Linked DNA regions of Mus musculus: all the other regions are linked to region 6. A link is a contact called in public HiCAR-type, HiChIP or PLAC-seq and promoter capture Hi-C data. All regions are on one chromosome and are shown on one strand. The core of a region is the stretch at or near the end of the contact, and the rest is flanking DNA. Distances in the headings are between cores, read along the strand shown.

Evidence for each region. Promoter capture Hi-C pulls out the DNA fragments that hold promoters and counts their contacts. HiCAR-type assays count read pairs that join an accessible place to other places. HiChIP or PLAC-seq counts read pairs in DNA pulled down with a chosen protein or histone mark.
Region 1: a contact with region 6 is called in an H3K27ac HiChIP or PLAC-seq map of T-cell acute lymphoblastic leukemia, with 5 times the contacts expected there. The contact joins the enhancer-like site here to the promoter of Fam168b in region 6. A contact is called at or near these places in 3 of 39 promoter capture datasets (cranial neural crest, frontonasal cranial neural crest and hippocampal neurons), 6 of 115 datasets of contacts at active chromatin or transcription factors (T-cell acute lymphoblastic leukemia, acute myeloid leukemia, astrocytes and 3 more) and 1 of 9 other capture datasets (embryonic stem cells).
Region 2: a contact with region 6 is called in a promoter capture Hi-C map of pre-B cells. The contact joins the promoter of Neurl3 here to the promoter of Fam168b in region 6. A contact is called at or near these places in 12 of 39 promoter capture datasets (the C10 cell line, the HPC-7 cell line, HPC-7-derived erythroid cells and 7 more), 1 of 484 Hi-C or Micro-C datasets (erythroblasts), 14 of 115 datasets of contacts at active chromatin or transcription factors (T-cell acute lymphoblastic leukemia, acute myeloid leukemia, embryonic forebrain and 10 more) and 2 of 9 other capture datasets (adipose tissue and liver).
Region 3: a contact with region 6 is called in a HiCAR-type map of astrocytes, with 9 times the contacts expected there. The contact joins the promoter of Hs6st1 here to the promoter of Fam168b in region 6. A contact is called at or near these places in 14 of 39 promoter capture datasets (the 3T3-L1 cell line, 3T3-L1-derived adipocytes, the C10 cell line and 10 more), 6 of 484 Hi-C or Micro-C datasets (B cells, embryonic stem cells, muscle stem cells and 2 more), 20 of 115 datasets of contacts at active chromatin or transcription factors (the NIH/3T3 cell line, astrocytes, cardiomyocytes and 13 more) and 3 of 9 other capture datasets (adipose tissue, liver and pancreatic islet).
Region 4: a FOXA1 HiChIP or PLAC-seq map of pancreatic cancer cells shows a contact between it and region 6. The contact joins the enhancer-like site here to the promoter of Fam168b in region 6. A contact is called at or near these places in 1 of 39 promoter capture datasets (cranial neural crest) and 4 of 115 datasets of contacts at active chromatin or transcription factors (embryonic forebrain, forebrain, pancreatic cancer cells and 1 more).
Region 5: a contact with region 6 is called in a promoter capture Hi-C map of 3T3-L1-derived adipocytes, with 11 times the contacts expected there. The contact joins the promoter of Uggt1 here to the promoter of Fam168b in region 6. A contact is called at or near these places in 15 of 39 promoter capture datasets (the 3T3-L1 cell line, 3T3-L1-derived adipocytes, the C10 cell line and 10 more), 1 of 484 Hi-C or Micro-C datasets (erythroblasts), 11 of 115 datasets of contacts at active chromatin or transcription factors (the NIH/3T3 cell line, astrocytes, embryonic forebrain and 8 more) and 2 of 9 other capture datasets (adipose tissue and liver).
Region 7: an H3K27ac HiChIP or PLAC-seq map of extraembryonic endoderm stem cells shows a contact between it and region 6, with 19 times the contacts expected there. The contact joins the enhancer-like site here to the promoter of Fam168b in region 6. A contact is called at or near these places in 11 of 39 promoter capture datasets (the 3T3-L1 cell line, the C10 cell line, cranial neural crest and 7 more), 10 of 115 datasets of contacts at active chromatin or transcription factors (the 230-238 cell line, differentiating embryonic stem cells, embryonic forebrain and 7 more) and 1 of 9 other capture datasets (macrophages).

The regions. Positions count from the first base shown.
Region 1 is chr1:36,158,932-36,161,709 of GRCm38.p6, reverse strand. It overlaps Uggt1 (UDP-glucose glycoprotein glucosyltransferase 1), which reads left to right. Exons shown (of 41, transcript NM_198899.2): 31 at 1-34; 32 at 1,684-1,768. Among named protein-coding and RNA genes, the nearest start is that of Mir6897, 16 kb to the right of the region's middle. Within about 2 kb of position 1,274, at least 87 of the 459 cell types and tissues checked have an H3K27ac peak or open chromatin away from gene starts, as enhancers often do. A contact at or near this core is called in T-cell acute lymphoblastic leukemia, where this site is marked.
Region 2 is chr1:36,271,944-36,274,792 of GRCm38.p6, reverse strand. It overlaps Neurl3 (neuralized E3 ubiquitin protein ligase 3), which reads left to right and starts at 1,368. Exons shown (of 4, transcript NM_153408.2): 1 at 1,368-1,455. The coding sequence starts at 1,428.
Region 3 is chr1:36,066,876-36,069,666 of GRCm38.p6, reverse strand. It overlaps Hs6st1 (heparan sulfate 6-O-sulfotransferase 1), which reads right to left and starts at 1,267. Exons shown (of 2, transcript NM_015818.2): 1 at 483-1,267. The coding sequence starts at 1,009.
Region 4 is chr1:36,199,277-36,202,137 of GRCm38.p6, reverse strand. Uggt1 (UDP-glucose glycoprotein glucosyltransferase 1) reads left to right here. Exons shown (of 41, transcript NM_198899.2): 11 at 373-433. Among named protein-coding and RNA genes, the nearest start is that of Uggt1, 44 kb to the left of the region's middle. Within about 2 kb of position 1,602, at least 31 of the 459 cell types and tissues checked have an H3K27ac peak or open chromatin away from gene starts, as enhancers often do. A contact at or near this core is called in pancreatic cancer cells, where this site is marked.
Region 5 is chr1:36,242,981-36,246,000 of GRCm38.p6, reverse strand. It overlaps Uggt1 (UDP-glucose glycoprotein glucosyltransferase 1), which reads left to right and starts at 1,699. Exons shown (of 41, transcript NM_198899.2): 1 at 1,699-1,931. The coding sequence starts at 1,874. It overlaps Gm39625 (a long non-coding RNA gene), which reads right to left and starts at 1,692. Exons shown (of 2, transcript XR_865343.3): 1 at 1,518-1,692.
Region 6 is chr1:34,841,696-34,844,395 of GRCm38.p6, reverse strand. It overlaps Fam168b (family with sequence similarity 168, member B), which reads left to right and starts at 1,346. Exons shown (of 7, transcript NM_174997.2): 1 at 1,346-1,568.
Region 7 is chr1:36,123,971-36,126,766 of GRCm38.p6, reverse strand. No RefSeq gene overlaps it. Among named protein-coding and RNA genes, the nearest start is that of Gm33280, 6.6 kb to the left of the region's middle. Within about 2 kb of position 1,481, at least 13 of the 459 cell types and tissues checked have an H3K27ac peak or open chromatin away from gene starts, as enhancers often do. A contact at or near this core is called in extraembryonic endoderm stem cells, macrophages and pancreatic cancer cells, where this site is marked.

The DNA.
Region 1 (2,778 bases), core at 25-2,524, 1.3 Mb before region 6:
AGGGGCGCTCAGATGACATTTATAGGATCTACAGGTAGGACAAGGAGACGGCTTCATTGTAGAGACTGAGCTTTAATTGCGCATTATCTGGGCTTACCCCAGGCATCGTGCGTTATAGTCGAGTTCATGATAAAGCCAAGCTTCTCAGAAGAGTAAGTGTGGGAGAAGTTGTAGGGGATGGGTTGGTTAGCAAGGGGTCTAAGTGCTGATCAGAGCGAGGTCTGTTCTCCATTGCTTTCCCTGTCAGCTCTTATCAGAAGGATGCAGATAGCAGGCAGGAGCTCTGACCACTTGATGAGAGCTGACTGGAAACAGCAGGGTCGGTCCTGTTCAGTACGCTGATGGGAGGTGTTTATCATGACCCCGGCTGTTTTGTACATGCACAGAACACATGAGCTTTGACTGTGTAGTCTGACTGTCGGTCCTGGTCCCTGGGCTGCAGTTGTGTAGGCGTACTCCTACACCAGCCTGTCAGTGACAGGAATTGTCTTAAAGTTCAAACGAACCCCAGAACACCATTTTAAAAATGTGGTCTCTATCCTGTTTAACACAGTTTAAACTCGTCCTTAGTTCTGTGCCAGTTTGTGTAGGGAATGGTTTTCATTATGGTTTCTGTGAACAGCCTAATGTGTGTATTTGCTTTGGCTTCATGGCCTTTTACTTGACATGGAGAAGCAGTGTGGTTTAGTGGGTTTGGTTTTGGTTTTTCTCTCACCCACGCTTGAACTGGACTCAAGTGAGTCTTCTGCCTTAGTCTCCTGTAGCTGAGACCTCAGGCGTGTGCCTCCATACCTAGCTTGTGCAGATTTCTTATTCAATAACTTAGAATTTTGTGCTATAGTAATGTCCTTATTGTAAATAGTAGGCTTTTCCCTGATTCAGTTATTTTCCCAAGAAGGCTTCACAGAATGTTTCTTCTATGGGCCCTGTCCATCTTCTTCCTTGCCTGGGGCTGTGGTGCCGTCCTCTCTGCTGTCTAGGGTTCCTGTCTTCCGAGGCTTCCCAAATGGACAGCCTGTGATTCTGGAATCTTCTGTGCGCCAGCTTTCTCCTCTCCTTTTGCTGCCTGCTGAGTGACAGCACATGCAGTGGCTTCCTCACATTGCTGCCTGGAGAGTGAGATGAGGAGGAAGCGAGTACTCACAGTCGTCCTGCTCTGCCTTGTGGGCCTCGGACCAGAGCGGCTGCACTGTGGGCTTCCTACCAGACACAGAATTGAGTCTGTGCTCTAAACTTGGCTGGTTGTGCCGCCTCTCACACTGTAGCCTAGGCTGGCTTTGATCGCAGTTGATCTCCCTGCTGCTTCCTGTTGGGGTTACAGGTGTGAGTCACCACACTCTGCCAAGAGTTAAACAGCAGAAGCGGCTCCAGGGATGGGCCTGAGTGTGCAGACTGTGAGCGGACAAGCTTTGTCATGATCTGACCAGTGCTTGTCCTGCCTGAGAGCCCATTGATGTTTGCCTGCTGTAGGAAGGAAGTCAGCTCACGTCCCTAGCCTAGAGATGGAGATTTCCAGGAACACTTCTTTGTCCTGTAAAGGTGTTTCTTTCAGACTGTGAGGAAACTGTTGGTTTTAAAAAGTGTTTCTACAATGAAGATGGGCAAGCACAGCCCATCTTGTTGTCTGAGTATTTACCGCATTTTGGGATTGTGATTTCTTTCTCTGTCTTACTTGTCTCTAAGCCATGATGGTACAGATTCCCCTCCTGATGCAAACGACGTTGTTGTCATCCTCAATAACTTCAAGAGCAAGATCATCAAAGTGAAGGTGAGTCTGCTCGGCTTTGTCAGGGAACAGACAGCAGTCCCCCCCTGTGGCCGTGGCCAGCCACTGTCAGGGAACAGACAGCAGTCCCCCCCTGTGGCCGTGGCCAGCCACTGTCAGGGAACAGACAGCAGTCCCCCCGTGGCAGCCGCTGTCGGAGGTACTAACACTTGTGACCGTGCTAGGAGAGCCCTCTCGCGGTAGTTCATTAAGACACTGTTTTAATGTTCTGTTTTGTGTTAATTACTGTTGTGATTTTTACCTTGCCTAACTTACCAATTAAGCATTAGTACAAATAGAGTGAACAAAGCTGTAATATGTATACAGGGTTCTCTACTCTTAGAGTTCATGCATCCAGTAGGGGCTTGGAATGTCTCCATTAGATGAAGTAGGACTGCTGCATTTGGAAGTCATTTTGGTATTCCATTTGGAAGTGGCTTTTGGTTGGTTGGTTGGCTTTTGGATTTTGTTGTTGTTTGTTTTAATAGTTCTAGGGATGCTGCTTAAGAAAAATGTCTTAGTGAAGATAAGATTCTAGCTTTCTTCAGCCAACAGATTGTCACTTTTGGTAATCTCAGAGTCCCATTTTGTGCAAAATGTCCCCACAGAGACTTTGTGTACTCCCCTCTCCATTCTGATTGAGACAGGGTCTCACTATTTAGCCCTGAAGCCCTGATTGACCTGGGACTTGCTATGTAGACCAGGTTGGCCTCGAACTCACAGATATGTTTGACTGCCTCCCAAGTATCAGGATTAAAGGCATTGCACCTGGCTCAGCTTTGCCATGTTTTTTTTTTTAAGTTTTATTTATTTATACACATGTAAATGTGTTTATGTGAATATATGACACTCGTATACCTGTGAAGGGCACAAGAGAGCATTGGTATCTCTTAGAAATGGAGTTACAGGTTGTTGTGAACTATTCAGTATAGTTGCTGGGAACTGAACTCAGGTCCTCTGGGGGAGCTGTATGAGTGTGCTCTGAACCACTGAGCTATCTCTCCAGCTCTGGC
Region 2 (2,849 bases), core at 119-2,618, 1.4 Mb before region 6:
GCTCCAGCCCTGAGCAACCCAGCAAGGGAGGAGCATCCACAAGTGTCCAGAGACTGGTGTGCCTGCCAGGAGGTGCCAGGAGCCTGAACCTCTTAGACTGAGCCAGCCGGGGCATCGGGGGAACTGCAACCTTTAGAAGCCACAGGACTCCGGCCCAGGTGACTGGCACTGGCTCTAGAGCAGCTACCTGTGGTCTTGGCAGAAGTTATACATCTAGTGCAGTGACAAAGGGCGCTCAGCAAGGGTGTGGCCGGAAAAAGAAAGTCCAGGGGTTACAGCAATGTCTAAGGTAACCAGGGCTACACTGATAACACTCACCTTCCCCTGGCCACTTCTTCTCACTTAGGCACCACATGCTGGCTGGAAAAGGTCCCCAAACCAGAACATCAGACCTCAAGAAGAGGAAGGGATCTGCATAAGGTAATACAGCAGACACAACCTGGGTCTCCAGCCCTCTATTTCCCTCCTCAGTCGAACCGCCCCCGCCCCCCCCCCGCCCCCCCCGTCCTGTCTAGCTCACTGTCATTTCCAGGTGCTCCTGTTCCTTTCTTTCTTTTTTTTTTTTTAAAGATTTATTTATTATATGTAAGTACACTGTAGCTGTCTTCAGACACTCCAGAAGAGGGCATCAGATTTCGTTACAGATGGTTGTGAGGCACCATGTGGTTGCTGGGATTTGAACTCCGGACCTTCGGAAGAGCAGTCGGCGCTCTTAACCACTGAGCCATCTCGCCAGCCCCCCCCCCTCCCCGTTCCTTTCTTAAAGGGGCCACAGAAGTCACAGAATTGTGGCTTTGATCTGGAATCTCAAGAAAGACCTAATCTGGCGGGGAGGGGGGGTGGGGTGGGGGTGGGGTTGTAAGCCCCCAAACCAACCTTGCCACTGGGCGGCCTCACCTTCACAGGTCCTAGGATTTAGCTCAATCAGTTAACCTTCAGCAGCGCTGCGCACCTTCTCTATGTGGGGTTGGACACCATGCCGGCTGCTAATCAAAGTTCCTGCATGCTCTTGAAACTCCCAATGCCCAGATCTCATCCCAGACCAGGACCACCAAAGTCTTTGTTGGGGAGAGTGGGGGAGGGCGTGGCGGCGGCACGGGTGTTTACTAACATGCGATTATAATTCACAGACAAGGGCTGCTTAGAAGTCAAACAGAAAACCGTCTGCTGCAGCCACAGTTACAGCCCCTGCTTCCCTTCTTATCTCAGACCAGCCTGCTGCAGCAGCAGTCCACTGTGAGCCACGAGAGGTCATGGGGAAAGTCCCGGATATCGTCATGCGTGACAGCATCTAATTAATCAACAACTCTGTAACGTGAGCTCCAGCCTATAAAAGGGGAACCTTCCGGAGTCTTGTAACCCTGACCACTGGCCTTCACAGACATCTTCAGACCCAGGGACTTGTGCCCCAGGAGGAGCTCAGGCTGATGGGTTCTCTCCTCAGCCCTGAGGCCAGTAAGTAGATTTCCCGTATGCCTTGAGCTGGCTTCTGGAGTCCTGACTGCATGGAGTACAGGTGGGAGGTCTGGAAAGGGGAGATCAGAGACTTCATTGGCTCCTAGAGTGGGTTTCTCCATGGTCTGGGCTGCGCGAGGGCGAGAGCTTCCTGCCTTCCCAGGAACCCAGCAGAAGCGGGGTGTCTGGTCCAAGATGGCTGCGGAGATACACACCCCTCCTTCCCACCCACTACCTGTAAGCAGTCTTTATCTAGGAACTGGATAAGGGAGAATCAAGGCTGGGGTGGGGAAAAGGGGAGAGCTTAGGAGGCCGGTGGAAAAACGAGGGATTTCAGCCTTGCCAAATTGTCGGTGGCAATGTGGACAAGTCATTTTTGTCCCTGGACTCTTGGTTTTTTTCTCGTCTGAAGGTTGGGACTATGCCACCACCCTGCTGTCCTTTAGGACTCCAAATGTAGATATCTAAATAGTAATGAGATAAGAAGTTTCTCTGAGACACCAGTACCTGTGGTCACGTGTCCCCTTAGCAGAGGGGCCTGGTGAGTGAGCAGGAAATAGCATGCCACCCCTTAGAACAGAGACGGGGACCAGGCACCCTAGACCTGCCCCCCCAAGCCAATCAGTGCCCCTGTGTAGGGCCCTTGGCAAGCACCCAAGGCTTGCTCACAGTGGGCGGCCACGCCCAGAGCCACCTCTGCTGTGGCAGCTGTGTTTGGATTCAAGGCAGGGCAGTAACAATGCCAAAAGGGATGGGGTATAACAGGTACAGATGTGGGGGGGGGGGAGTGGGAGAGGGAGAGGAGGGAGGAGGGAGTGGGAGAGGGAGAGGGACTGAAACTGTGTAGCTGAGCCCACAGTCTCCTTGGGGCTGGGAGGACAGGAAGGGACCTTTCTTGAGCTTCCCCAAGCTCTGCATGCTGGGGTGCAGAGGGGAGAACAGGATTCTGCAAAGGGCTGACTGGGTGCCTGGCATCCCAAAGACCTTGATGCTGAAGGTGCTGGCAGTTAGGAGGCCATCACGGAGCAGGTGGCTGAGCATCCATCACTAAAATCCCCAGAGCCTTGCAGCAGAGACTATAATTTGTCTTCATCTGCCCAGGCCTGGAGATGACCCTACAGACATGGCTGGCCTGTCCCAACTTCCTAGCAGTCTAGATCCAGGCCAGCCTCCGTCAGTGGGTAGCACAAAGGTGGGGGTCACTGGAGAAGGACTACCTCTCTATTGTATGGAACCTCAGGACCTGGCTTAAAAATGGGGTCTAGAACAGGAATTCTCTAGTTCTTGATAGACAGTACTCTGAACCCTGTGCCAACCCTGCCAACCAGGACACACCCAATTAGAGAGCCACGTTTAGCTTGTGCCCACCTCTGCCATAGCCCAGCCCAGCAGTG
Region 3 (2,791 bases), core at 18-2,517, 1.2 Mb before region 6:
GCAGCTCCTCCCCAGGCTGGCAGGCACCGGAGGGCCTGGAGATACCACAGGTGCACAGGAAGAGGAACCGCATTTCTCTTGCTCCACTTTTAGTACTAGACGGGTACGGGCTACACATGCACACAGAGACACACCTGTTTTTCTGCCTCTAGAGCCAAGCCTGGACCTCTAGTCCCCGAGGTTTATCTCTCAGGCTAGCCCGCAGTGCATAGCAGGTAGGGTGGACAGAGAGCAGCGGGCAGTGACCCAGGAGGAAGTCTGGGCACTGCGCAGACAGGCCAGTGGCGAGGAGAGGCACGGAACAGAGGGTGAAAAGAGGGATCAGAGGTCAGGAGTGGCAGGTGTAGGGAAGGATGAGATGGGAATCCTGGGATCCCGCAGACTGGAAGGGGCCCCAAGAGAGGAGAGGGCAGATCTGGCCCGGGGCTTAGGGGTACCCCCCCCCCCCCCCGCCATCACACTTTCCCGCAGCGGGCGCTCACCTGGGCGAACGCAGACCTGCTGGGTCGCGGCGGTCTAGCACACCGGGCACACAGTTGGTGAGTTCGGTCCAGTCAGCGTGCAGCCCGCAGCTCCAGCCCGTGGAGAAGCGAGAGAAGAGCCAGGTCTCGCGGCGATTGGGCCGATAGCAGGTGCACTTCTTCTGGCCCGGGCGACAGTCGCAGGGCACCTCGAGGCGCACGTTCTGCACTAGGTGGCGGCCGAAGGTGGTGCCGCCGGTCTTCTGGATGTGCAGGAAGACGATCACGTCGTCGCCCTTCATGTCGAAGCGCAGCGAGCGCTCCAGCTCGCGCACCGGGAAGTAGTACTTTTTCTCGTAATGTGGGTCCGGCGTGGGGAAGAGATCCAGGTCGTCGGGGGGCACGCGGCCACCGGGCGCGCCCAGACTCAGCCCCGGGCCCGCGTACTGGTAAAGGATGAGCATGAAGCACGCCGAGCCCGCCACCACCAGCACGAACTTGCTGGCGCGCTCAACCATGGTCCTGCCGCCGGCGCGCCGCCGCCGCATGTGTCACCATCGCCAGCGGCCCGGGCGCCGGGCCTGGGAGGGCGGGGGGCGCAGCTGCTCCGCCACCGCCGCCGCCACCGCCGCCCGCGCTCCGGCCCGGCCCGGCTACTCGGCGCCCAGGCTGTGCGCAGCGTCGCGGGCCCCGGGCCTCGGCGGCGCCGTGGCTGCTCCCCGCCCCGATCCCGGCTCGGCTAGCGTACAGCCCGGCCCCCGCCACAGCGCCCCGCAGCCGCGCGCGCCCGCACCCGCCCGCAAAGCTCAGCGCCGAGAACGCTCTGCACCGCCCCGTGCGCCGCCGCGTCTCCGCAGTTCGTCGCGGCTCCGCCCCGGCCCGCCCCTGGCCCGCCCTCGCGGCGCCTCTTGCTGTCGCCGCCCGCTCCGATCCTCCGCTCCGCCTCTGGAGCGCCCTGGGGGAGGGGCGGGGCCGGAGGAGGCCCAGGCACAGGCCAGAGCTGGGCGACGGGTCGCGTGTCTCTCACACTGTCAACGCCGGTCGCTACGGAAAGGGCATTGGATCCAGCTCGCAGACCTGTGGGTGGCGACTGGGTTGTCCCGAGCCTACGAGTGGGTGGCTCTTTTGGGCATTGGTCCTGGGTTTGGGAGCCCGAGTTTTTTCACCTTCTCTGGTTATGGTAGTTTGTGTTACCTGCGCTCTCTGTCTCCCACGGGAATACGGAGGCTTTGACCTTCACATTGAAGGATAGGAAGTTCCAAGTTCGAGAGCGCTGGGAGTCGGGACCACCAGGTGGTTTAGGACTACCAGTAAGGGTGGGGAAGGAAGAGAGACGTTAAGGGCATGGATCCGGCTCTTACGTGGATATCACCAGTCCCCTGGAGGCACTGGGACAATGACCCAAAGCCCTCAGTTGAAGATAAACCGAAATGTGTGCAGAGACCAGAGGACAAGCTTTATTTGTCCCTCTCGCCCAGTGTGCCCTGTTTTGATCCTGGTCATACTCAAACAAACAAACAAACAAACAAAATAGTGAACCAACATTAGAAAAAAATTAAAATTCCAACCTTCGTGATTTTTTTTTTTTTTACATTGGCAGCAGTATCTGCAGCCTTGATTGGTGCTCTGCCTGTAGTGGAGGGTCGCCTGGGCCCTAGGCTGCAAGTTGGAGGCTCTAGTAGTAATCTATGCAGCCTATAACATGTGGAAGGTCCCGTCGCCCATGTTGTACTCTGTACTGGGCCCCTAGCTATACTTAGGCGGCCAGAACAACTGGAGGTGGGGAGTGAAATGACCTGTGCAGAGTTCCACAGCCTAGGGTAGCTGGGAGGGGCTTGGGTGTTTGGATTCAGGCCAGAGTGGCCTCTGGGAGGTGCTCCCACTGCCAGGCCAGGCTCAGGTGCCCACAGCAAGTACCCCTGGGTAGTGCCCTGGATCTGTCCTGCTAAGGGGTGGGTCAAAAAGTGGAGAGAAGGGGAGGGGGTGGCAATAGTGGTCCAAAGCATTGACTGCAAGTTAAAAAAAAAAAAAAAAGACTTGAAAAAAAAGAGCAGCTGGGCAGTGGTGGTGCATGCCTGTAATTCCAGCACTTGGGAGGCAGAGGCAGGCGGATTTCTTAAGTTCGAGGCCAGCCTGGTGTACAGAGAGAGTTCCAGGACAGTCAGGGCTACACAGAGAAACCCTGTCTTGAACCCCCACCCCACCCCACATACACACACAAATAAGAGCTAAGAGGAAAGCCCTCCCAAACGGTGAGATCAGGAGAGAATGCAGACACACTTATATCCAACTTGTCAGGAATGTGAAGAAACTGGGCTCAGCTGGTAAAG
Region 4 (2,861 bases), core at 353-2,852, 1.4 Mb before region 6:
GCTTAAAGCCATTATGCTTAAAGCCATTACGCTTCTGGAAGACACACAGGGTTCAGCCTCCACGAGAGGATTTAATAGGACTAGCAGTCAGCCGGAGTACGTTTCTGCTGGCTAGTTATCTGAGCAGCAAATGTCACATCAGGAGTAGGGCCACACAGTCAAGAAATCGGAAGCCACCAGACTTGTCACGTCCTGCCACCATGCGGCATCTGCAGGGTGAACACGTTTGCCAGTTCTGCAGCTGTGAGGTTTACTTAGTTCTTATTTTTATAATTTATTGAGTCATATGGTTCATGTCTAAAAACAGGAAAACTGAAGACCTTTATATGGAATGCTAAGCTAAACACTGATCACACTTTTATCCTTTTTTAGAGCAATAACGAAAACGGCTGTGAGCGCGCAGCTTAGAGCGGAAGTGGAAGAGAACCAGAAGGTATTGCTGACTGTTAGAAAGTACTCCACTGTTGTAGAAGACACTCCTGGGCTGTAGCTTTAAAAAATGGAGAGACTTGAATTAAGTTCGTAGCATTTAGTAGTATTCCTCTTAGTAATACTATTATCATACAGTACTTTTTATCAGATTTGTAGCATTTTGTTTAGGAGAGGCTCCTGACTGGAGGTTGGGGGTGCGGTCAACAGGGAGTGTGGGCCTCCTAAGTCTTTAAGCCTTTCGTTCCTGCCTTTGGTGCATTCCACGTGGAAGCTGGGCTCTTGTCCTCCTTTCCTGTCAGCCCCACATGTAGTTCCTGGAGGCTGCCAGGATGCTCACTGCTCCCTCCTATCCCTTTGTTCCAGAATCCATCCATTGGCCTAGAGCTGTGGGTGTGTTCAGCTTATCCATCTATCTACCTGTCTGTCTGTCCATCCATCCGTCATCCATCCATCCATCCATCCATCCATCCATCCATCCATCCATCCATTCACTTACGGTTTTTCAAGACAGGGCTTCTGTGTTCCTGATGGTCTTAGAACTCTGTAGATCAGGTTGGCCCTGAGATTGACCTCCCTCTGCCTCCCAAGTGCTGAGATTAAAGGCGTGCGCCACCACACCTGGCCTCAATTAGCCGCTTTTACCCCTAGATTTCATTATGGGTAGGACGTTAGTTAATTAAGTAGATTTGAGAAAGAAAGAAACCAAATACTTCACACATATTTACTAAATTAAAAACATCACCATGGGTGGTGGTAACTACACCTGCAACCTCCAAGTGTGAGAGTAGAGGTAGGAGAACTGGAACTTCTTGGTCCATCCATTCGTGGCTATGTAGTGAGTTTGAAGCCAGCTTGGGGCACATCAGTCTCTGTTTCAAAAAAACAAAAAACAAATAAAAACACTCAATTTAGTAATTGCATGTACATTTATTTTCCAGAATAGCAGTGTTAACTATACCTTTGAATTTACGATCCCCTGTTTACTGCACTAAGGGTGGTGGGGTCTGGGAGAATAAAGCCTGAAAATGAAGTGGACTAAAGTCTCATGCTAAGCCAGCCTTACTCAGAGTGTCAGACAGTTTGTACTCTCAGGGTTAAGAAGAGTCACAGAGTAAAGTATCCAGTCCTAAGGGCAAACCACATGCGGCAAAGCCATGTTTTTCTAGAGAGGTGAGTAAACAAATAACAATAGCCAGCTGTATTGAGCAGCCTGACGTGACTCACCCCTATCCACCACACCTCAGAGGAGCACAGAAACAAGGACAATTCTGTATTTTCGAAGGAACGGAGGTCACAAGACTCTTGTTTTGTTTTCTTAGAGTTTTCTCACAAGCACTTGGAATTTCCCTCACATGACTCCATTCATTCTTGGTCCATGTTCTGACAGTTCCACATGCCAGGGAGGCAGAATATTAACTTATGTGAGCTATATTGGTATTTCTTGGATTTTTAATGTTTTTGAGTAAAGCATGTTATTTAAAAATGCTTAAATACATGCACACAAAATTCTTAAAGATGAAACACAAGTGTGCATGAAATCTTAAATCCAGTGTGATGAGTTTTCTCACTGTGAAATCTCCTCTGTGTTTCAGATCTTGATCTACATTGGGTTGTATGTACAAGCTCAGAATTAGTCTTTCTTACCATCTCAGAGGCCCAAGCGAGCAGATTTGAAACTGTCCTGTGGAGAAAATTCCAATTCTTTTCTATTTTATTTTAAGTGTGTCTGTGTGCGTGCGTGTGTGCGTGCACATATAAGTATATCATGGCTCACTATTGAGGTCAGAGGACACTTTGAGGAGACATTCTTGTCTTTTCCCTTGCTGAGGCAGGCTCTACTTGTTTCTGACGCTGTACTGTATGCTCCAGGCTGGTTGTGCTGTAGGCTGGGTTAACAGATGTATGTACACTGCCACGTCTGGTGTCTCACATGCACTCTGGGAAATGACTTGAGCTGGCTTGAAGGCTAGTGCTTCTGCCTGCCTGCCCTTCCCTGGTTTGGAATTCCAGTCCTTAGCTGCTTCAGCTTTCCATCATTTCTGTGGTTTTGTTGTTTTTGTTTTTAAGCAAATTTTGTTGTAGTTCATATTTAAAACCTTTTATGTTTTTTTTTGAGGTTATAATATAATTACATCTTTCTTTCTCTTCCTTCCCCCTCCCCCTCTTTATTCTTTCAGATATATAGCCTCTTTTGTCATTGCTGTATATGTAGATGTGTGTTTTCTATATTTTTGTGTTCTCATATTGTTTTCTGATTGATGCTGCCGTGTCTGTGAAGCATGAGACACAACAGCTTCTCACTGTTTGGTTTTCCCATGCAGTGCTAGAATTCAGAAGTATACCTTTTCCTAGTCCTCTGAGTACTGGAAAGTGAAGGTGTTCTCAGAGTTCATCCAAAATTCTGTTGTTGGTATCTGGTAACTCCTTTT
Region 5 (3,020 bases), core at 450-2,949, 1.4 Mb before region 6:
ATGAAATTGCTTACGTAGCCCACACTTTACTTGTTTGTGGGTATGTGTGTAACTCCAGTCCATAGACTTGACTTGTTGCCAGCCACTCTTACCTGCTGAGCCATCTCACCTGCCCTGGCTGACACTTTATGTCTGTTGAGCAGCGCTGGTCATGTAGAGACCTGAATTCTGCCACTAACTCACCTCAAGTGTTCCAAGTTGTAGACTCATTGTTTCTGTTCTACCTATAAAAGGCACAGATGTCGCTCCTGCCCTCACAACATTAAACAGATAATAATAATAATAATAATAAAAAAAATCTACAGAGCACTGATTTCAGAGGACAAATGTGCCACTTCAAAAGTCGGAGAGAAGATTTGGAGTAACGGTCAGTGCTTGCGTTCTCTCTCTTTCTTCTCTGTGTGAGTGTCTCCAGGTTGGCACACATGTGTGCAAGTCAGTGTCTCCAATTTGGTACACATGTGTGTGCATGGGTGTGCAAGCTAAAGATTAGTCTCAGCTGTCATTTCTCAGGACAATGTCCAGTTTGGTTTTCTGAGAGTGTCTCTCACTAGTCTGAACCACACCCATTTGGCTGGTAGCTTGCTGGCCAGTAAGACCCAAAGTTCTGCCTGTCTCTACCTCCAGTGTTTACTTGGCTAGTATGTTATGTGTGTGTGTGTGTATGTGTGTGTGTGCATGCACGTATGTATGCCTGTGTGTGTGTGTATGTATGAATATATGTGTGTGCCTGCACACAAGCTCAATTGACACTTCGTATTTTCCCCAGTCACTCGGTATTTATTGAGGTAGAATTCTTGAGCTCAAGAATTCTGGCTAGTGTGGCTAGCCACTTTGCCAGAGGAATTGTCTCTGCCTCCTGAGAACTGGGATTACAGGTAGCTATTACTACAATTTCTACAGGGGTCCTGGAGATCTGAACTGTAGTCTTCACATCTGGGCAGCAAATACTTTGTCTACTGAGTCATCTCCGCAGCCCGTGCCTGGCGTTTGCGGTGTATTCTGGGAATTGAGCTTAGGTTTCCAGCTTAGCAGCAAGAACCTTTGTCTTTTTTGCTTTCTTTTCCCCTGATGCTGCTTGGGTCTTGGAGGTGGTGATATAGGTGTTTCAGTCAGAGCTGAGATCATTTAGTCTCAGTCAGTTTGACTAGTTATGGATCTCTGCATTAACCAACATCACATACTCTAAAACAAATTTATAACTTTTTCTTCCTTTTGAGATAGGGCCTTGAACTCACAGAGATTCTTCTGCCTTTTTTTTTTTTTTTTTTTTTCTCGAGACAGGGTTTCTCTGTATAGCCCTGGCTGCCCTCGAACTCACAAATCCGTTTGCCTCTGCCTCCCGAGTGCTGGGATTAAAGGTGTGTGCCACCACGCCCAGCATGAGCTTCTTCTGCTTTTTGTGTCTTGAGTTTGTGTACGTTTATTTAACTTGAGAGGAATAAATAATAAAAATAGGGAGAAAAAGGTTGAAATAACTATCTGCCGGGGCGGTTGGACTGCGCCTTGAAGCTCACCTGCTTGAACTGGGTCTTCTAGGATCTTAAATTCAGGAGGCGAGCTGGCTCAACCAGGAGAGGGGAGGGGCCGAGAGAAGGGGCGGGTCTTATGCCGGTTTCATGGCCGCTGCGGGACTCTCTGGCAAACCCCCGCCGCACTCGATAGCCGGAAGTCGTCCTGCCTTCGCCTCTAGGAAGCGGAAGTGCAGGGGCAGCTGGCAACTGGGTTATTGCTTTGAGAAACCGGCTTGTGAGGAGCGGCGGGAAAGGCGCGTGTCGGCTTCTCACTGGCGCAGCCTCCCCGGCGATCGCCGCTGCTCCGCCCTGCCCAGGCGTCGTTGCAGACACCGGAGTGGACGAAGCGCGGCCCGGGCATGTGCAGCCGGGGGGATGCGAACACTGCGGATGCCGCGGCTGCGCGGCGGGTGACAGGTACCTTGGGTGGCGTGGGGAGGCCTCGGGAACAGGAGAGGGGCCAGCGCGGGAGGCGACCGTGAGTCCGAGTCACCTTGGGCTTCCTCTTGTACTCTGACTCGGTTTTCCCTCCAGTGTTCTCTCCACGAGCGCCTCAAGTCGTCCCCAGCGGTCTTCTGGGGACAGAGTGGCGGCGGGCTCACTCCAGCAGTCCTGACCCTGTTTGAAGTGTAGGAGGAGGAAGCGCCCCCAGGACTTTAGACCAAGTCTGACCCTAAGTAGGTTGAGAATCAGCATTTTGCATGATTCTGGAGAAACGAGTTGGCGTTTTTATAGGTTTCTGAGTTCAGGTGATGCATCTGTGGGTGATAAGATCTCTTGGCGTGAAATTGGACGGTTCACTTCACTTTTAGCTTGTGATCTGTGCATCTCCAAAACATTGTGATCGTGAGCTCTTCTTGCTGCTGGGCTGAAAGCTCTCTTGTTCTGCATTTGTTGCCAGGTTTGAAATGGAGAGAGTGTTTTGTTTGTTCTGAGACCTATGATCTTGCCCTTGCAGTGCCTTGGAAACATCTGTGCCCGTGCAAGCTTATTGTAGTATAAAGTTCTTTATTTCCTAGTAATACCTTGTACACTGCCAAACGCATGAAGACATAGTCATGTCTGTTTGCTTGTCCTACCCCTTTGGAGGTAGGGTCTCAGGATCATAGGCTACCCTTGGAATCCCGGCCACCACCAGATCTGCTTGGAGACATTTTACAAAGCTAGTTAACACTACAAAACTGGAGCAGATTGTAGCCTTTCCACTTGACTTGTTTTTGGTAAACTTAGCTGAAACTTTTCTTTCTTAAATAAAAAATTTTATTTTGTTTACTTAGATTTTGTTGTGTGTATACAGGACAACTTAGTGGAGTTAGCTTTCTCCATCCACCTCTGTGTGGCTTTCTTTTTAGGGCTCAATCTCAGGTCACCAGGCTTGCATGGCAAGAGCCTTTACCCACAGAGCCATCTTGCTAAAACTTTCTTTTTTGCTTTCTTGAGGGAGGAAGAGAAAGGGAGAGAGGATCTAGATATAGAGACACAAATTAAATGTCTGTCTCTCTGTCT
Region 6 (2,700 bases), core at 97-2,596:
ATAATTTAGTGATCCTTCTTCATCCTCAGCTAGTCATGTTTGCTGTGGAAAAAAAATGGTGGGAAAAGCCAGGCATGGTGGCACATGTCCTTAATCCCAGCACTTAAGGGCAGAGGCAGGCAAATCTCTGAGTCTGTGTAGCATACACAGTGTCAGCTCTCAGGCTAGCAGCCAAGACATCAACATGTAGATTTTTTTTTTGAACCTTTAAGATCCAAATAATAGCACCTAGTGATATGAAATATTTTATTAGATGTCAACTTCTCCCAATTGTTTTAGTATACTTCTGGATTTCCCATTACATTCCATTGGTTCATTATTTGTGCACTAGTGAGCTTATCGGCTGCAGCCTTTAAATATGCTTTCATATCTGATAGGAAGCTTAACTGCCCCTTTTTTACTATTCTCTATTCCCAAACATTTCCTAGCATGCATACTTGATGTTGACTTTTCTGTTTTGTGAAGCCAGTGTGGTTTGGGGCTTGCTCTAAGTGCTTGTTATTTCTTAGCTCTGTGACAGATGCAAGCTTACCGGGGTAAAAATCTTTTTGGTGGCCTTGGAACTGAAAGATCAAAAAGAAAAGAGGGTGGAGAGATGCCTCAGTGATTATTTTTCTTCTCTAGACAGAATTTTTCTGCATAGCCTTGGCTGATATCAATCCTTAGACCAAGTTGGCCTCTAACTTAGAGATCCCCCTGCCTCTGCGTCCCAAATGTTGGGGTTAAAGGCTATGTTTGCTGCTTGCTCTTATAGAGCACCTGGGTTCAATTCACAGAATGGTTCATAAACATCTGTAACTCCCTCTTCTGACCTCTGTAGGCGTTAAGCAGGTACTTGGCAGTGAACACACATTCTTGCAGGCGAAACACTCACACACAAAACGAATACATCTTTTTAAAGGGGGGTGGGGAATCCCAGAGATGGCTCAGAGAAGTTTCCATCACCACCGCACGTAGGAAAGCTAGAAATCCCCTGTAACTCCAGCTAGAGAGGATCACATGCCAGCACTCTTGTGAACAACCCCACACACAGCTACACACTTACACGCATATTAAAAATAAAATCTTAGGACTGTGCTCGGTGGCTGTCGCTTTAAGGCCAGTACTCTAGAGGTAGATGCAGGAAGAGCTGTAAATTCAAGGCCATCCTGGTCCAAAACCAAACAAGGACAAAACAGGGGAAATGCTTACAACGGGCCATAACTACTTTCTACAAGGATGTTTGCAGCCCGGTTTTAGCCGGAGCTTGAGCGGAGGCTCGCAGTCTAGGCGCGCGTCCTAGCATCCGGGCATCTCGCGCAAGCCTCTCGGGGCGCGCGCGCGCAGCTGCGTCACGTGCCCGGCGCGCCCCCGGCTGGCGCGCGGCGGGCGGAAGTGAGGTCGTGGGCTGCGGTGTCTGCGCAGCGTCGGCGGGAGCGGGGGCCGCGGCGAGGCTGGCGGGCGGGCGGGAGGCAGCGCGGGCCTAGCGGTCGGCCGCAACCGAGCGTCGTCTGGGCACTGCCCGTCGCCGAGCCCCACGCCGTGCCGGCTCGGGCCGGCGCGCGCCGGTCCCGGAGGCTCAGGCCACCGTGAGTACGGGAAGCATGGGGGCGGCAGCTCGGGGCGGGCGGGCGGGCGCGGGCCGGAAGTGCGGCGCTTTGTGCAGCGCCTGGTCGGGCCGCGCGGGGAGCAGGGGCGCCGCTTTGTCCGCGGCGGGCCGGGGGGCGGGGCGGGAAGGTCGCGGGGCCGCCGCAGACCCGGCGATCCCCCTCTCGCTGGAAAACGTGGGCTTCGGAGGGTACCTTAGCAAAGGAAGGACGTTCCGGGCCGTGGCCCAGGTTCATCTGAAAAAAGAGAAGGACGACCTGCCAGCGCGTCCTCGGCTGGGTGTTCTCTCTCGTGGTATCTCCTGCATTGTCTGAGCTGATTGTTTTAAGCACTCACGTAAACATCTTGGAGTGTTCTGCGTGCAAGGAGGTTTGCTAGTGAAAAGGTTCACATGTGCGCATACACACCTTACATTTAAAAAAAATTTAAAAAAAGAAAAAAAGGTTTGGGCAGTTCCTATGCCTTAAACTCTCCACTTCGCCTTGTGTAAGATGAGATGATTTTCTGTAGTATGACAAGATTTTAAATTAGAGTAGTTCTGGTGCAAGTAATTAGGACGGCCTTTAAAACTTCGGTAGGTCAAAGGCTAATGAGTGGTTTTCCCTTTGACAGCCAAGATTTGAGAAATCTAGGCCACCTTTCCTAATGCCGAAGCTACTGTGGTGGAAATCGTTGAAGGGCTTGCTTTCTTTAGTCTTTGTATAAAGCTGGCTCATTTTTTTTTTTTCGGTAGTGTCTGTAGTTTACTCGTGCAGCATTTTTGGAATGTTTTGACATGTGAGAAAAGCTTTACGGGTGTTAAAATTAATTGTAACCAGAACCAAATGAAAGTTAAGGTCTAGTAGGCGGGGGCTTCAGGGTTTTGAGTTGCTTGTCTCTGCATTCACCTAGGAGGTGTTGAGAAGCGGTTGATAGAATTGCCCTTCTCCTGACCTCCTGCCCCTAAGGGTGGAAGTGACCGTCTGTATAAGGCCAGTGCCTGGAACCCAGGAAGGAGGAGGAAACCGCTGGCTGCTGTTACTGGACTTTTCTCCAGTCTCAGATTGGTTTGGGCTAGCTCTACACCTGCCTTTCTGTCCATTTTAATGTTAGACAGAGATGAGAAGAAGAAGA
Region 7 (2,796 bases), core at 232-2,731, 1.3 Mb before region 6:
CCTGGACAAAACATCCTGACCAAGAAGCACTTGGGGAAGAAATGGTTTATTCAGCTTATACTTTCCACATTGCTGTTCATCACCAAAGGATGTCAGGACTGGAACTCAAACAAGTCAGGAAGCAGGAGCTGATGCAGAGGCCATGGAGAGATGTTCTTTACTGGCTTGCTTTCCCTGGCTTGCTCAGCCTGCTCTCTTATAGAATCCAAGACTACCAGCCCAGAGATGGCACCACCCACAAGGGGCCTTTCCCCCTTGATCACTAATTGAGAAAAAGCCTTACAGCTGATCTCATGGAGTCATTTCCTCAACTGAAGCTCCTTTCTCTGTGATAACTCCAGCTTATATCAAGTTGACACAAAACTAGCCAGTACAATCCACCCACTGCTGTGTTCAGAATTGCATGGGGTTTCAGGCAGTTGAGCTCTGGTAGAGGAAATAAGTCACGGGATGAGCCTTAAAGGATGTATCTTGCTCTCATACTTTCCTTTGGGCTAGATCCCTTTTTAGTTTTATTTACTAATTTAGAAACAAGATTTCTCTGTGTAACAACCCTGGCTGTCTTGAAACTCACTTTGTGCATGAGGCTACCTGAAACTCACAGAGATCTGCCTGCTTCTGTCTCCCAAGGGCTAGGATCAAAGGTATGTGCCACCACACCTGGCTTGGATTGTGTGTGTGTGTGTGTGTGTGTGTGTGTGTGTGACAGCTATGTCATGAAGAGCTAAGCCCTGAAAGTGTCCTTCTGCCTGGATGTGTGTAAGTCAGGGACAGTATTGTGTCCTCATGGCATCTCAGGCTCTTGTAATCTTGTAGGTTTTTGTGCCCTAGACTAACTTGTTGCTTAACATTGATGCTAGTGTTCCAGCCATTACATGTACTGCCAGCAACAGGACAGAGGAAAGGGGACTGAAGAGCACACTTTGTCCTTTTTAAGGAACCTTCCTACAGGTGTCAGGTTGAACCTGCATGGGTTTCCATGTCCTTGGGGTGGGGGATCAAATTCTGACAATGTAGACTTTATGAAAATCAGAAACTTTTCTTTAAGAGAGTAAAAGGACAAACCAAAGACTGGGACAAGGCACTCAGTTAAAACCACAGAAGAGGGCTGGGGTGGAGGACGACACAAGTTTGGATCCCCAGAACCTGGTATAGCCAGGCCTGGTGACATGCGTGCTTCTACAGGAAGGTGGGGGTAGAGCCAGGAGACTCCCCTTGTGAGAAACTTACTGCCTTTTCCATAGAAAGCTTAGCTGAGGGCTAGGGAGAAGACTCCGAGGTAAGAGCTGTTTTTCTAGAGGACTCAGGTTTATTTTCCAGCACCCACTGTAGGCTCACCACTCTCGAGTAACTCCAGTCCCAAGCGGAGCCTGTGAGGGGGTCAGGAAAAGGGCAGAGGAAAAAAGGATAACATTCATCTGGAAGAGAATACCGTTCCCACCGGGAAGGAGGTGACTTTCCCACACAATCTCTGAAAGAGCTTAACTAACAAGGCCGTCCATCAGCCGGGGCCATCTATCAAATCAAGGCCGTTCTGTGCACAATGAGTCATGTTTCTCTGACTATTTTGGACAAACAATGCTGTTTGAAGGGAATTTTCAGTTTGCACAGAGGAAATAACATATAAGAAAGAGAGTCAAAGAGGAGAAAGGTCTGGAGGCTGCACAAAAGGACTAGTGGGACACCACTTGGAAGTCCTCCAGCTCTGAGGACCCCCTCTTCCCAACAGGGTGCTTTCGCTCTTTGCTTCCTTCCTCCATAAAACCTCCTTCTGAGTCTTTCCTTTTGGTCTCTGGCCATTCAATTCTTTGCTCATTTTGGGGAAGAACCTGGACACCTGTGCAGACAGTTCACCCCATGGAAATCCCAAGTCCAGCAACAATCTGACCTCTTCTTCTTGGGACATCAGGTATATATATGGCTCTTAAATAAACATGCAGACAAACACCATGCTGTCGTGGCTTAAATTAGAGTGGCCTCCAGAAGCTCGTCTATTTGAATGCTTTGTCCCCAGTTGGTGGAACTGTTTGGGAAGGATTGGGAGGCGTGGCCATGTTGGAGCTGGTTTGTCAGTGGGAGTGGGCTTTATGGTTTCAAAATGCCCATACTATTCCAGATAGTTCTCTCTGTTGTGTCCCTGTGGGTCAGGACACAAGCTCTCAGCTACTGCTCCTGAGCCATGCCTGCCTGCCTGCCTGCTGCTCCTGAGCCATGCCTGCCTGCCTGCCTGCTGCTCTTGCGCCATGCCTGCCTGCCTGCTGCCCCTGCGCCATGCCTGCCTGCCTGCTGCTCCTGAGCCACCCTTGCCTGCCTGCTGCCCCTGCACCATGCTTGCCTGCCTGCTGCTCCTGCACCACCCTTGCCTGCCTGCTGCTCCTCCACCATGCTTGCCTGCCTGCTGCCTCTGCACCATGCTTGCCTGCGTGCCTGCTGCTCTTGCCCCATGCCTGCCTGCTGCTCCTGCACCACCCTTGCCTGCCTGCTGCTTCTGCACCACGCCTGCCTGCTGATCCTGTGCCACCCGTGCCTGCCTGCTGCTATGCTCCCTGGCCAGGATGCTCACGGACTCTAGCCCTCTGGACTCGAGAGCCCGCAATAAACATTTTCTTTCATAAATTGTCTTGCTCATGGTGTCTCTTCGAAGCAATAGAAAAGTAACCGATAGATCTACAGGCAGACAATAAATAAACAACAAAAAAATTAAAATAAAAAATGATTAGCTGAGCCAGGATGACTTACTTCAAGAAAACATCGTTTTGCAACACCCCCCTCCCCGTCCCCCGCTAAATCTCTAGT